Regions from separate parts of the Zea mays genome. Here region 2 is linked to region 1. A link is a contact called in public Hi-C data. All regions are on one chromosome and are shown on one strand. The core of a region is the stretch at or near the end of the contact, and the rest is flanking DNA. Distances in the headings are between cores, read along the strand shown. Region 1 holds the start of LOC100279270. Region 2 has its middle 52 kb from the start of LOC100381935.

What was found. A called contact is a pair of places that touch in the nucleus more often than the background predicts.
Region 2: a contact with region 1 is called in a Hi-C map of leaf, with 4 times the contacts expected there. The contact joins the enhancer-like site here to the promoter of LOC100279270 in region 1. A contact is called at or near these places in 6 of 25 Hi-C or Micro-C datasets (leaf and tassel) and 1 of 3 datasets of contacts at active chromatin or transcription factors (leaf).

The regions. Positions count from the first base shown.
Region 1 is chr10:86,889,962-86,896,134 of Zm-B73-REFERENCE-NAM-5.0, reverse strand. LOC100279270 reads left to right here and starts at 3,057. Exons shown (of 20, transcript NM_001152291.1): 1 at 3,057-3,116; 2 at 3,276-3,462; 3 at 3,679-3,742; 4 at 3,865-3,954; 5 at 4,072-4,128; 6 at 4,230-4,278; 7 at 4,442-4,518; 8 at 4,609-4,648; 9 at 4,744-4,838; 10 at 4,989-5,156; 11 at 5,269-5,379; 12 at 5,471-5,558; 13 at 5,640-5,706; 14 at 5,793-5,868; 1 more. The coding sequence starts at 3,302. LOC118473564 (a long non-coding RNA gene) reads right to left here and starts at 3,431. Exons shown (of 3, transcript XR_004853191.1): 1 at 3,254-3,431; 2 at 243-2,099; 3 at 1-170.
Region 2 is chr10:86,982,659-86,988,831 of Zm-B73-REFERENCE-NAM-5.0, reverse strand. No RefSeq gene overlaps it. Among protein-coding and RNA genes, the nearest start is that of LOC100381935, 52 kb to the left of the region's middle. Within about 2 kb of position 2,386, at least 14 of the 20 cell types and tissues checked have an H3K27ac peak or open chromatin away from gene starts, as enhancers often do. A contact at or near this core is called in leaf and tassel, where this site is marked.

The DNA of each region.
Region 1 (6,173 bases), core at 1,808-4,307:
TACGTCTCAAGCTCTGACATAAGTATCAAACACAAACATAAGTATTCTACACAAGTTGTTCTGAAGTCTAAACACTGAAAACATAACACTCATGGAGATGGGCGGTTCGACTGGTACTGCGTTGAGCTGAACCCTTCCGGAGGGTTGTTGGATGCCGCCCCAGATTGGTCCTGCACAGAGAAGAGATAGCATGTGTTATACCAGATGTATTACCAACATCTAACTACAATTTTGATACTCACAGGAGTATGGAAGAGAGCAGGGTCAACTGGAGGGAATCTGAATTTTGAGTGACCTGCAGTTCAAATCTGAATTCTAAGTTTCGAGTGACCTGCAGTTCAAATCTGAATTCCAAGTTTCGAGTGACCTGCAGTTCAAATCTGAATTCCAAGTTTCAAGTGACCTGCAGTTCAAATCTGAATTTTCCGAAGAAATCCAAATAAACGAACTAAATCTACTAGATATTGAAAACACAGTTATAATTGTCCCAAAATGGTACGTGTATGTCTACATAGTGTAGAAACATACCACAAAAAGTTTGGTGACCAAAATAAAAAAATAAAAATATGCTTTACCGAGTGTCCACAGAAGACACTCGGTAAAGACCTCCTTTGTCGAGTGCCAGTTATTTGACACTCGGCAAAGAATCTGCTTTTGTCGAGTGTCTGCTTTCGGCCCTCGGCAAAGACTAACGGCCGTCAACTATAGACGGACGCTAACGGCCCTTTGCCGAGAGCCGTCTTTGCCGAGTGTTTGCCTCTCGGCAAAGGGCTCTTTGCCGAGTGCTTCGCTATGCCGAGTGTCCTGCACTCGATAAACTGTCTCGTTACCGAGCGTAAGACTTTACCGAGGGCGACACTCGGCAAAGCAGTCTTTGCCGAGTGCCCGATAAAAAACACTCGGCAAAGACTCCGGCACTCGGCAAAGACCCGGATTCCGGTAGTGTGAGCACACAAATCCATCCTAGTACGTGCACAGTGAAGTGACGTAACATACCATGCATCAATTTGTAATAAATAAATAAACAAATCCTTGTAAAAAAACGTCAATTATTACTTTTAACGCGAATATGCACGAACAGCCAAATAAATGCTCGCCCATCGGTACGTGCAAGTGCCCATCTTTGTCCAATATGCATACACCCCAAGCTAGCAGCCTAGCACCATAAAGTTTGTACCAAGCAAGAGCATCAATGGCACTGTTTCACCAAGAACTGGCCAGGGATTATTGCCATGTTGCTGCTGCAAGCCTGCAATCTAGTATGAATGTTTCCTCATGATACGAGGGGGCATGATTATGGATGGGCGTTGCTGACTTGCTCTTGCTGTTACTAGAGATCTTTTTTTCGTACAGAAATAGAAGCAGCTAATCGCAGCCGCGTTAAAATGAACATATCCGTTTCTTTCTTTTTTTTTATCTTGTAAAGACACACAGAAGAGTCTGATATATGTGTATACCGCAGCAGGGGGCTTCTCTTTTTGTTTATTTTTCGAAAACAAGACAAGTTTTAATTGCTTAAACACAGCTTAACTGATTTCATGCTTTGTTTTTTTAGATGCCCTTGTTGGGCGTGGGTGGACCGGTGGAGCCATTACCCATATCAGTTTCCAAGTTTGAATTCAGAATCTTAACTGAAAGAAGAAGAAGAAGAAAAAAAACACGATTCAGTCAATGAGTAGACATGTCAAGTTGGCAATTGGTTGATCCAGACTTAATAGTGACATAAAAAAAACAAGTTTTATTAGGACACTAGTATTTAATAGGCCGTCGTGGTGACAAATCCTTTGACCATGAAATAGGAAGGCGCGAAATAAAAAAAATGAACCATACAGATCGAGAGCAATAAAAAATGAAGATTATCAAACGGTACTACCACGCGTTAATAAGAAAAAGAAAGGTAGCAGCAAGCAAACTAGACAGAAAGCAGAAATACCCAACAACAAAAGCCCATGCAATGCAGTAACCATACCTTCCAACCAGAAAAGGCACGTCGATTGTGAGAGCGCACCAATCAGCAGAAGCAGCCAGATCTTCAGCCTGTTGGACTTGGACAGCCATCGACCCATCGTCTTCGTGCAAGAACCCCCCCTCCTGCTTGCCTGCCGGTAATTAAAACCTGGGGTTTCAGAATTCTGTCGGCCATGTCTGGAAAAACCTTTGTTGTAGAAAAGATGGATGGGGTCACTTTCGATCTCGTTCAGAAAGCTCTCGTGTCATGCTGTCCGTGCTACTCTTTTTTTTTTGTTAAAAAAATGGATTTTTGTACGCTTCTGCGCTCTGATCTCGCCGCCTTCGGTTTCCCCTGAAACCGGGGCAGGCTATACATGCTTCTTCTTTTTATATATATATACATATATTTACTATTACTAGTTATTAGGCATTATTCTAGAAAGCGAATCATGTTGCTCTTGGTACTTGGTAATAGTTAAAATATTGTAAACCTTAAGAGCTATACATGGCCAGCAGGCACTGTATGATCCAAATTCCACGGCCCAAACAATCTACAAACAACGGCGGTAAACCTTGAGAGCTAGCAGAACAGAAACACGTTCGGCTGGAATACAGCAGTAGCTACTGAAGCTGTAATTTATAAAGATAAAATATTGTATAAGTGACAGCCGTAGTTGAAAAGCCGCAGCAAGGTGCAGCGAACGATATCCGATATCCTGTAGCAAGGGAAAGGGAGACGCAGGGCAGCAGTTATTCTCGGGCCAACTACCCTCACCCTCCTCCTCTTCCTCCCTCTGCCCGCGTGGTGAGGTGACGCGTCATGTAGCACCTCTCTCTCCGTGAGAAAGGCCGATTCTTCACGCGCTCAGCGCACACACAAATTAAGCTTAATCCTTGGAAGTCTCTCTCTCTCTCTCGCTAAACATGGGCTTAAGAAGTTCCAGTTCAGCAGCGGCGCTCGGTTGGTTAGCGTGGGGCCCGGGCCCCCGCCAACACTTCTCCTCCATCCGCACACAACCTCTCTTCGCCATGGCACCCTTGCCCTCGGCATACCGCATATATAGGGAAGGAAGAGGCCTCTCTTCTCCCTCCCATCGCCAGGGCGTCGGAGCGAGCTCATTCTCAACTCGACTCAAGAGCTCTGCCTCCTCCATCTTCCCTTCTCTGTAATCTCTCTCTCTCTCTCTATCTCTCTCTCTCCCTCTCTCTGTACGAATAGCTGTAGCTCAAATTGATCCTCTTGCTTGGGGCTTTATATGCTACAACCAATGGAGCAACTGAAGTGAACCAAAGACGAGCTAACCTTTCCAGTTCTGGACGTTCAGGGCCTCCGGAGCCACGCTGATCAGAGATGGAGGCGAATCCGAAGAACACCTTCACGATCAAAGTGGAGGACGGGAAGCCCGGGAAGGACGGCCGGCTGGCGGTCGGACCGGTGTTCCGGAGCGTTCTGGCCAAGGATGGGTTCCCGCAGCTTGAGCCTGACATGAAGACATCATGGGACGTGTTCAGGTAACAGTAAGACACGCACGGCGGCTGGCTGAAACAACAGCCAAGAACTCGCTCGCACGTCTAGCTACTCTCTCTGTTTTTCTTTATTGCTCTTTGGATTTTTCAGTTACAGAATCTGTAAAATATCAGACACACGTAGATTATCTATACAGTGCTCAGAAAAATCTTGGTGATGGTTGGTGTGTTTATAATTTTATATTATATGCACTTGTGCAGGGTAGCAGCAGTCAAGTATGCCGACAACCGGATGCTCGGATGGCGTCCGTTCAAAGATGGAGTGGTATGCAAACTTGGGTTAAACGACAGCACCATGAGTAGTGTTCTACATCAGTTCAGGTCTTCCTTAGCTTTACAATTTCCATCTGTATGGCTGGTAAAAACCGCTACGTTTCCGCCTTCTAGCCAGGGCCCTACTTGTGGAAATCATACAAGGAGATCTACGACGAGGTGCTGCAAGCAGGCTCTGCGTTGCAGAAGCTGGGAGTGCAGCCAGTAAGAGCATAAACTGGTCTCGCGTCTTCGTATTTCGTAGAGGTCCTAGAACATTTCAGCGATGGATCAGACCGAACTGATGCTTCTTTGTTTGGCTCTCGTACTGTACTGTACCAGGGTTCCCGGGTGGGGATCTACGGAGCGAACTGTCCTCAGTGGATAGTGGCAATGCAGGTAAACTGCCAGCCGTGACTTGTATGAATTTTAAGCTTTTAACTCTCCCCGTCAGATCTTTTTCTGGATAAACTGTGTTAATCCACAAATGATTTCTGCAGGCTTGCAATGGCTATAGTCTAGTCTGTGTCCCACTGTACGATACTTTAGGTAAGTGTGGGAGACCATTGAATCGTAGGCCCACCACCCACGTCATAGAATGATTCAGATCAAACAATAAAAAGATATTGGAACACATACGCTTTTATTTTTAATAAGGAATCAAATGTAAGGCATTAGAAATTCAGAGCCAATACCTTTCCATGGCATACAGGTGCGGGAGCTGTCGACTACATCATCGATCATGCCGAGATCGATGTTGTCTTCATACAGGACAAGAAAATAAAAGAGGTCTGGTTCAAAATGAGTGTTGTCCATGTTGCTACCTCTAGGATCTTTCATGTAAAATTCTGACACTACATGAGATCTTCTCATCTGCAGATACTGTCCCCAAACTGCAAGTCTGCCAAGAGACTGAAAGGTAAGCTAGCAGCGTCAAAAAAAAAAGGGTCCATCTGTAGTTTAGAAAGATTATATTTCCAGACATCATTATCCAGCACATGGACATGGTTACAGCATTGGTGGCGTTCACTTCGGCGACAACTGAACAGAACAAAGAAGCGGATCAAATTGGGATCAAAATGTATGCCTGGGACGATTTCTTGAAAGTGGTAGGCGCATTGGTTGTTGGTCGTTTACAGTTCAACCTACTGACAAACATCTAGACAAACCTATTCAGGTTTCAGAGTCAGTTTTGTAGCGATGTAATGTTTACGATGGTTATATTTGTAACCAAGTGATGCTTTGGAACTGGGTTTCAGGGGAAGGATAATCCTCGTCAACCTTGCCCTCCGCAAGCAAGTGACATCTGCACTGTCATGTACACGAGTGGGACAAGCGGACAGCCCAAAGGTGTGATGCTGACCCATGAAAGCCACGCCATGTATGTGAAAGGGGTGGACCTCTTCATGGACCAGTTTGATGATAAGGTCAGCCACATCCTACACTGAACTGAAACCTGAGCATGATCTGATAACAGTTTTCTGTTCTATATGATATGATGCATGGCTGAATACTAACTTGATACCTTCATGTGATCAGATGACAACAGATGATGTCTTCCTGTCGTTTCTCCCGCTTGCTCACATCCTTGACCGCATGATCGAAGAGTATTTCTTTCACAAAGGGGCCTCAATTGGCTACTACCACGGAGTGAGAGAACCCACTGCATTAGCATCTCTAATCATGCAAGTAATCATTCCTTAATCATTAAGCAGGAACCAAATGTTTGCTTTCTTGTCAGGATCTGAATGCCTTGAGGGACGACATTGTGGAGCTGAAGCCGACTCTACTGGTTGGGGTGCCCCGAGTGTACGAAAGGATTTATGAAGGTAGTGAAATAAGAACATCTCTATCAACTACTAAGCTCAAATTTCGTTAACGAAAATAACCCCTTATATGAATGGCTCTAGGTATCTTGAAGGCCATTGCGGAACTCAGACCTCTAAGAAGGGTCATCTTTAATGCTTTGTACAACCGGTAAGTTGTCTGGCATGCATTCTGAGCTCCTTCTAGCTGCAAATCGACTATATCTTACTGTAGTTTTTTTTTTTTTTGAAATTCAGCAAACTGGCAAGCATGAAAGCAGGCTACTCGCACAAAACCGCTTCACCTTTCGCGGACATGCTGGCTTTTCGCAAGGTTACATGCTTCTTTGACCTGATATCTACCTACCTTCTGAGAACAAAATAAACGTATACAGCCAGATTACTACTTCTGCAGAAAGAAAGAAAGAAAAAAAAATATCAGTGGAAGCAGCACTTATAATTTCTATGCCGGGCACTTCTTGTTATGATTTAGGTCAAGGCAAGGCTTGGAGGTCGTCTTCGCTTACTGATTTCAGGAGGGGCTCCGTTGAGTAATGAGATCGAGGAGTTCATGAGAGTGACCACCTGTGCATACTTCATCCAAGGCTATGGTAATGCATACAGACAGTTTCTACATTT
Region 2 (6,173 bases), core at 1,137-3,636, 93 kb before region 1:
CTCGCAGCGGGTAACGGTAATCAGGGTATAGGAAGCCAATAACATCAAATACCTTGTTTAATCTTTTCTTGCCCCGACCTCCAAAGGCTGCGGACAAAGCATTATCTTCGGCCTTGGTGTATGCTCTAAGTAGCTCATCGCTGGTAGCTTCGATACACTTCAGTCAGTCATCGTTCTGCTCATCAAACTTCTCCCTAAATCTGAAGGTATACTTCAGTCGGACCAGACCACCCTCATTAGAGCTGGCGGCGGTCTCCTTCGGCATATCCACGCTTTCCACAAGTGGACATACCCTGAAGGATATATGCTCTTGAATCTAATCCCTTGTGCCAATGAAGGCATACACAGTGCTAAAAGCCCTCTAACATGCTTCAACATTGCCATCAATTTCTACCTTTGGCCTTCGGAGGCCGAAGCGAGACCAGATGTGTCACTGAATGATTTCTTTAATGTCTTCCCTTGCCTTTCAATCATTTTTTAACATAAAACCACTCCCTTATCCAGGACCCAGGCCATCTTTTCCGGAATGTTGGGACCAGGTGGCTTGCATTGGGGCGAGCAATAAATCCATAACAACCGAAGTTGTTGTGGTACTGTTCTTTGCTAGTAGCCTTCGTCTCATACAAGAGCTCGTGCATGCTGCAGAAGCACTTTGCGCTCGGCTCTAGCCCTTGACTCCTCACAGCCCAGACAAAAATCCCCATCCTAATTATAGCTTCGGGGGTGATCTGATGAAGGAAGATCTGGTACATCTTCAGCACTTCAACCACAAACTTGCTTAAAGGGAACCGAAGACCAGCCTTAAAAAAGCTTTGGTAGATAACAACTTCATTTTCCTCAGGGGCAGGGACGATGTTGTCTCCGCCAACTCTCACGATAGACATGTCACGAAAGTACCTTCCTCTCATGTTGTCAAGATGACTCTGTTTAATAGTCGATTTTCCGAAGACAGTATGGCTTGGTCGCCAGGGCCGATCTTTAGAATCTTCGTCTCCACTTTCCATATCATAACTATCACTGTCATCAGTATCTTCAGACAAACCTTCTAGTATCTCTTTAGTAATCTTCTTTGTGTTTGTTTTTGACAAAGAATCAATAAACCTGGCGATAAAAGGATCCATAGTTTTTTTCTTCAAACAACTTCGTCTCCTCAGTTAGCTTCGTCTCCGCAGTCATCTTCTTTTCCTCAGTCATTTTCCCCTAGACATGGTGAAAACACGTCTTTAAACTGAAGCTCGAAAAGCTTGAAAATCAGGCGAGAACCAGTGAGCAAGAGCTAAAAAGTTTGAGAAAATAACGCGAATGCTAGAAATGGCGTATCAAATGTTGCCGGTGTGGGTTCATATTTATACGCCCAGTGCTTTGCAACTTGGTGGACCCCACCTGTCATTGACTATTGCTATTCTAGCAAAGGGAAGGTTTTTTCGGACCTTCGGCTTAAGGCCTTCGTTCATGTCGCAGTCTGAATTCATTGTTATAACAAATTAATACTGCGAGGGACTACTGTTGGGGGCCTTCGTCTTCCGAAGGTCCTCAAAAACATGATTTAATAATGTTTCCCAAGTATAATATATGTACAGGTACCTTCGGACTCAGAATAAAACTGTACACGATATGAAAAGCATGGTCGAGACGAAGGATGATGCAGCTCCGAAGCTACGCGCAAGGGAGCTTTGGCTCAGCGGTGGGAAAAGGAACCGACTTAAAGGGGAAAAGGTTATTTAGTCCTCGTTGGATTGTCCTTACGTCAATAGTAAACATAAAGGGCATGAATGTAATTTTACACAGGCTGCGCCCTGTGCCTATAAATAGATGAACAGTACCCCCGTACTATTCACGCTGACTTGTATTCATTCTTGCGTCACGCTTGGATTTTTGCCTCCTGTCAAGCCGAAGGTACTAATGTAATTCAATATTGTTCATATTCACTTATGATGATTTAATAAAGATATATTAAAGATGATGTATAATTATCCATGTTGTCTCTCATGTTTCATATGCTTCTTCTTTCATTAATATATACTGCGATGATGAAGGTACGTCCTTCATGACCCTCGTCTGAAGATCATTATATCCTAAGGGAGATAATGCTTCGGAGGACGAAGGGCTTTAATCATTAACATTTTGTGTTGCCTTGTTCTTAATTTCATAGCATTTGAGAATAAGTCTCTAACAGTCTACATCCTTGGCAGCACTCAAAAAATTTCACTTCATTGCTTGAGCCAGAGTTTAAATTGCTACTTGAATCATTGAATGGTGTGTAAAACCCTAACCCACTGGGCTGTGAGTATTTCATATAATCGTATGGATCAAGTTACATGGATGGGCTGGGCTCAGGCCCATTTCATTTAGACAAGACAGTGATAGTCGGATGTTCCTCTTGGGCTGGGTTTATCTAGAACGGATCTGCATTCCTGTGTGCATGATTGATGGACTACAAGATTTGTTACAAGCCTGTTTATGCACGCACGCAGCTGTTGTCTTTTTTTTTCTTCTTTTCTTTTCAGAATGGGACCACCTGATCTCTCTCTCTCTTTGTTTCTGTAAGCCTTGAATCGAATTCAATGTTGGCCGATCAGCGTGCAGGCCCCTTCAATTCGCAACACAGCACAGCAATGTGATCGTTATGAAATGGGTGGCAGCTTTTATTTATGCGCATGTCGTGCGTACACTGTTGTGAAACGCAAGATCGATCGATCGATCGACAAACACACACACACACCCCAGTCTAGTTAGCTATTGCATTGTAGAGTCCGGTCACGCGAAATTAATGTGTCCCCTCTAACTAACTATTGATGCCGTTTTGTGCGCAACCCTAGCGTACATTAGCGGGCTAATGCATGATGCATCCAATTTGTGTGTTGCTCCATCGGTCGGCCGTTGATGCAGAGAAGAAGATAGAGCTGCTGCTGGTCGAGCTGTAGTGTGAGGAGTGCACACAATTTTTGCTCGATCCATAGCACAATATAGTGCTTAAGCCGGCCTGGCCAGTATAGCTAGAGAAATCAAGGTCGCTTCGCCTGGCAGACGGTTAATCTCTTACCAAGAGAAGAGGTCGATATATGATAGGATACTGGATGGATACATATAGGTAGATAGATAGTGAAGAAAGAAAGTGGGACACATGCATAAGTCAAATCTACAATGCTATTAACACGTAGATCTCATTTAATATAGGGTCTCTCAAGGGGTCTCTAGGAGTTAAATGAAACAAAAAGTACAGGATCATTCTCCATGCATATTGTTTTTTTAACTATATTTATGATACAAAGATTCAAAGTTGTATCATACATTTTTTAGGTGTATATGCCCCGAGGGTGAGTGAAAAAAAATCAAGAAACAGACTATTTACGAAGAAATTGTATCTACGCGACTGCGTTTATATATAATCTATAGACTATGGGTTGTATTATATAGTTTCTTAAATATGTTTTATACTTGAAAAACCGATCTAAAGGATTGGGGCTTGTATATGCCCCTAATACTATTCCTACCTATCATCTGTCAGCAAAGCAACTTGAATGCATGGAGCGACGGCGACCCCACGGAACGAAACAGTTAATTCGGACAGTCCACCAAGAACAGCCAATCAAATTTAATGGATAGTTGGATACAATAAATTTAGCTAGGTACAGCATAGTATTTATCTGTTGTGTACCTTTGGAAACTCCGAAAATAATACCAGAATTAAATCAAGCACACATACTACTATATGGGAATATATATATTACGGTAAGCATTTTATTGATTTGTTTCAGGTCAAAAACTTATGGTAAGTATAAGAAACTAGCATGCCGTACAATGGTGGACATATGTAAAGTTCGAATGTAAAGACCTTCAGTTTTGTGCGTAAAAATGCTCCATTTTGAATATAAAATACCGTACCAAAGTGAGAGACGTTGATAAACTCTGATATGTTGTATTCATTATCTAAAAATCCTCAGGATTGAACATAAAGTGTTATATAACAGCGTAAAACGCAACAAGGAGTGTTATAAATTAGCTACTGGATATACATAAATCATTGTTGGGGGCCTTTGTCCTCCGAAGGTCCTCAAAAACGTAATTTAACAGTGTTTGTCAAGTCTGATTTATAAACAGGTACCTTCAGATTCAGGACTAAAAAGCATACATGATAGGGACATGATCGTGACGAAGGTTGTCGCCGCTCCGAAGCTATGCACAAAGGAGCTTCGGCTCAATCACGAGAAAAGGAACCGACTTAAAGGGGAAAAAGCTATTCAGTCCTCATAGATTTTTCTATAAGCTAATAGCAAATGTAAAGGGCATGAGTGTAATTTCTCACAGGTTGCATCCTGTGCCTATAAATAGATAAACATACCCCCGTACTGTTCACACTGACTTGTATTCACTCGTGCGTCACGCTTGGACTTTTGCTTTCTGTCAAGCCGAAGGTACAAATGTAATTCAATATTGTTCTTGTTCATTCGTGACGATATGAAAGTGCATTCATCCCTTTTGTGAGTTTTGGTGATTTGGATAACAACACATTTAAAGGTCTAACAAGTTTGCTAAGTGTTGAACAAGAAATTCAGTATGATGAACATACTTGAATAGTGTATATTGATCAGTGAACAAGGTTCAATACAAGGTCAAATAACCAGTGAGACAATGCAAATGGATATAATATGGTCTCTATATTGGTTTGAATATATGGATAAGTCCTGAGAAATCACTATGCATAAATATGATCATAATAGAGGTTGAAGTGATTAAGAGGATTGGTCAAGCCAAAGTGAATAAGATATGAGGAATCGTGAATTGGCTTGACCATATTACTATTAGTCCATATATGAATATATGAGAATCAAACTAGAGCTTGATTGATCTTAGCAGTTATATCTAGATGACATTCAAGCAAGGTTCACAATATTGAAGAAATGATTCTCTCAATGGATGCTCAATAGGATGTGACTCAAGAATGGCTTGATAGGGTGAAGATAGCAAGGAAAGGGCTTCGAGGAACTAAGCGGAGGTGAAGGCCAAGCGACGGCTTGTAGACCGAGGTACCATGGCTAAGGTGAAGAAGAGAGTACTTGCACTAAGTCGATGAACTAATCAGCTATGAAGAGTTACAACATGTTGATGCATCAGTAAGGTGACTTGAAGCCATGATTTGAACTCATATATGGTGAAATGGCACAAGTCATAGGCTCGATTTGTGTTTGCTTCAAAAGGTGAGACAAAGATGTTTGTGATCCTTATGAAGAAACACCATGGAGAAATCACACTTGAGACACCAATTACTCAAGGAGTTTACTTAATTATATTTTATTTAACTTGAGTATAGGAATCGTCGTACTATCAAGGGGGATCCAAAAAGAAGGTTGGTGTTGGTACTAAAGCTCAAAATCCTTGATCTAAAACTTCCATTTTACCCTGGTTTCACTTCGGTTTTCTCAAAATCTGTGCAACAGTTCAAAAACCGGTTCAACCGGACCTAAAACCGGTTCAACCGGTTTCTGCACTGTTCCCCTCTGTCACTGCCAGTCTGCCAGTCAGTCCTGTCAGGAAAAGTCATGTGCAGATTTTTGGAAATCTGGTTCAACCAAATTTTGAATCCGGTTCAACCGAATTTGAAACCGGTTGAACCGAATTTCAAACCGGTTCAACCGAATTTGAGTCCGGTCCAGTCTCTGGCTGAGTCCGCCAGTGAACCGAAAACCGACTGGTGGAATCCGGTTCAACCGAATTTGAAACCGGTTCAACCGAATTTCAGTCAGATTTCCCCAACAGCCACTAGCCTTTGGGTCACCTTTATATACACCTCCCACACTCTTCCCCACAGCAGAGCACGCACAAAACTCCATTTCTAACCTGAGAAACACCTCCCACTCTCTCTCACACACCTCTTGCCTCTCCCATTTCAAATCTTTGGAGAGAAATCTTTGAGTGAGTTTGAGAGCTGCGGTTTTTGTGCTTCATCTCCAAATCTCTCTTGCTCTTCTTGATTCGAGCTTTGGTACTACATCGAGTTCTTTGTGGATTCATTACTCTTGGAGCTTCTAGCTCCTAGACGACTAGGTGTCTCTTGTGAGTCTCCAAATCTTGTGGAAGACCACAAGAAAGTTTGTATTACCCGCTCGTTTGAGCAAAGATTATTGTGTGGGCTTGACCTTTGTGGTCGGCAAAGGGAGGATTAGGGTTGAAAG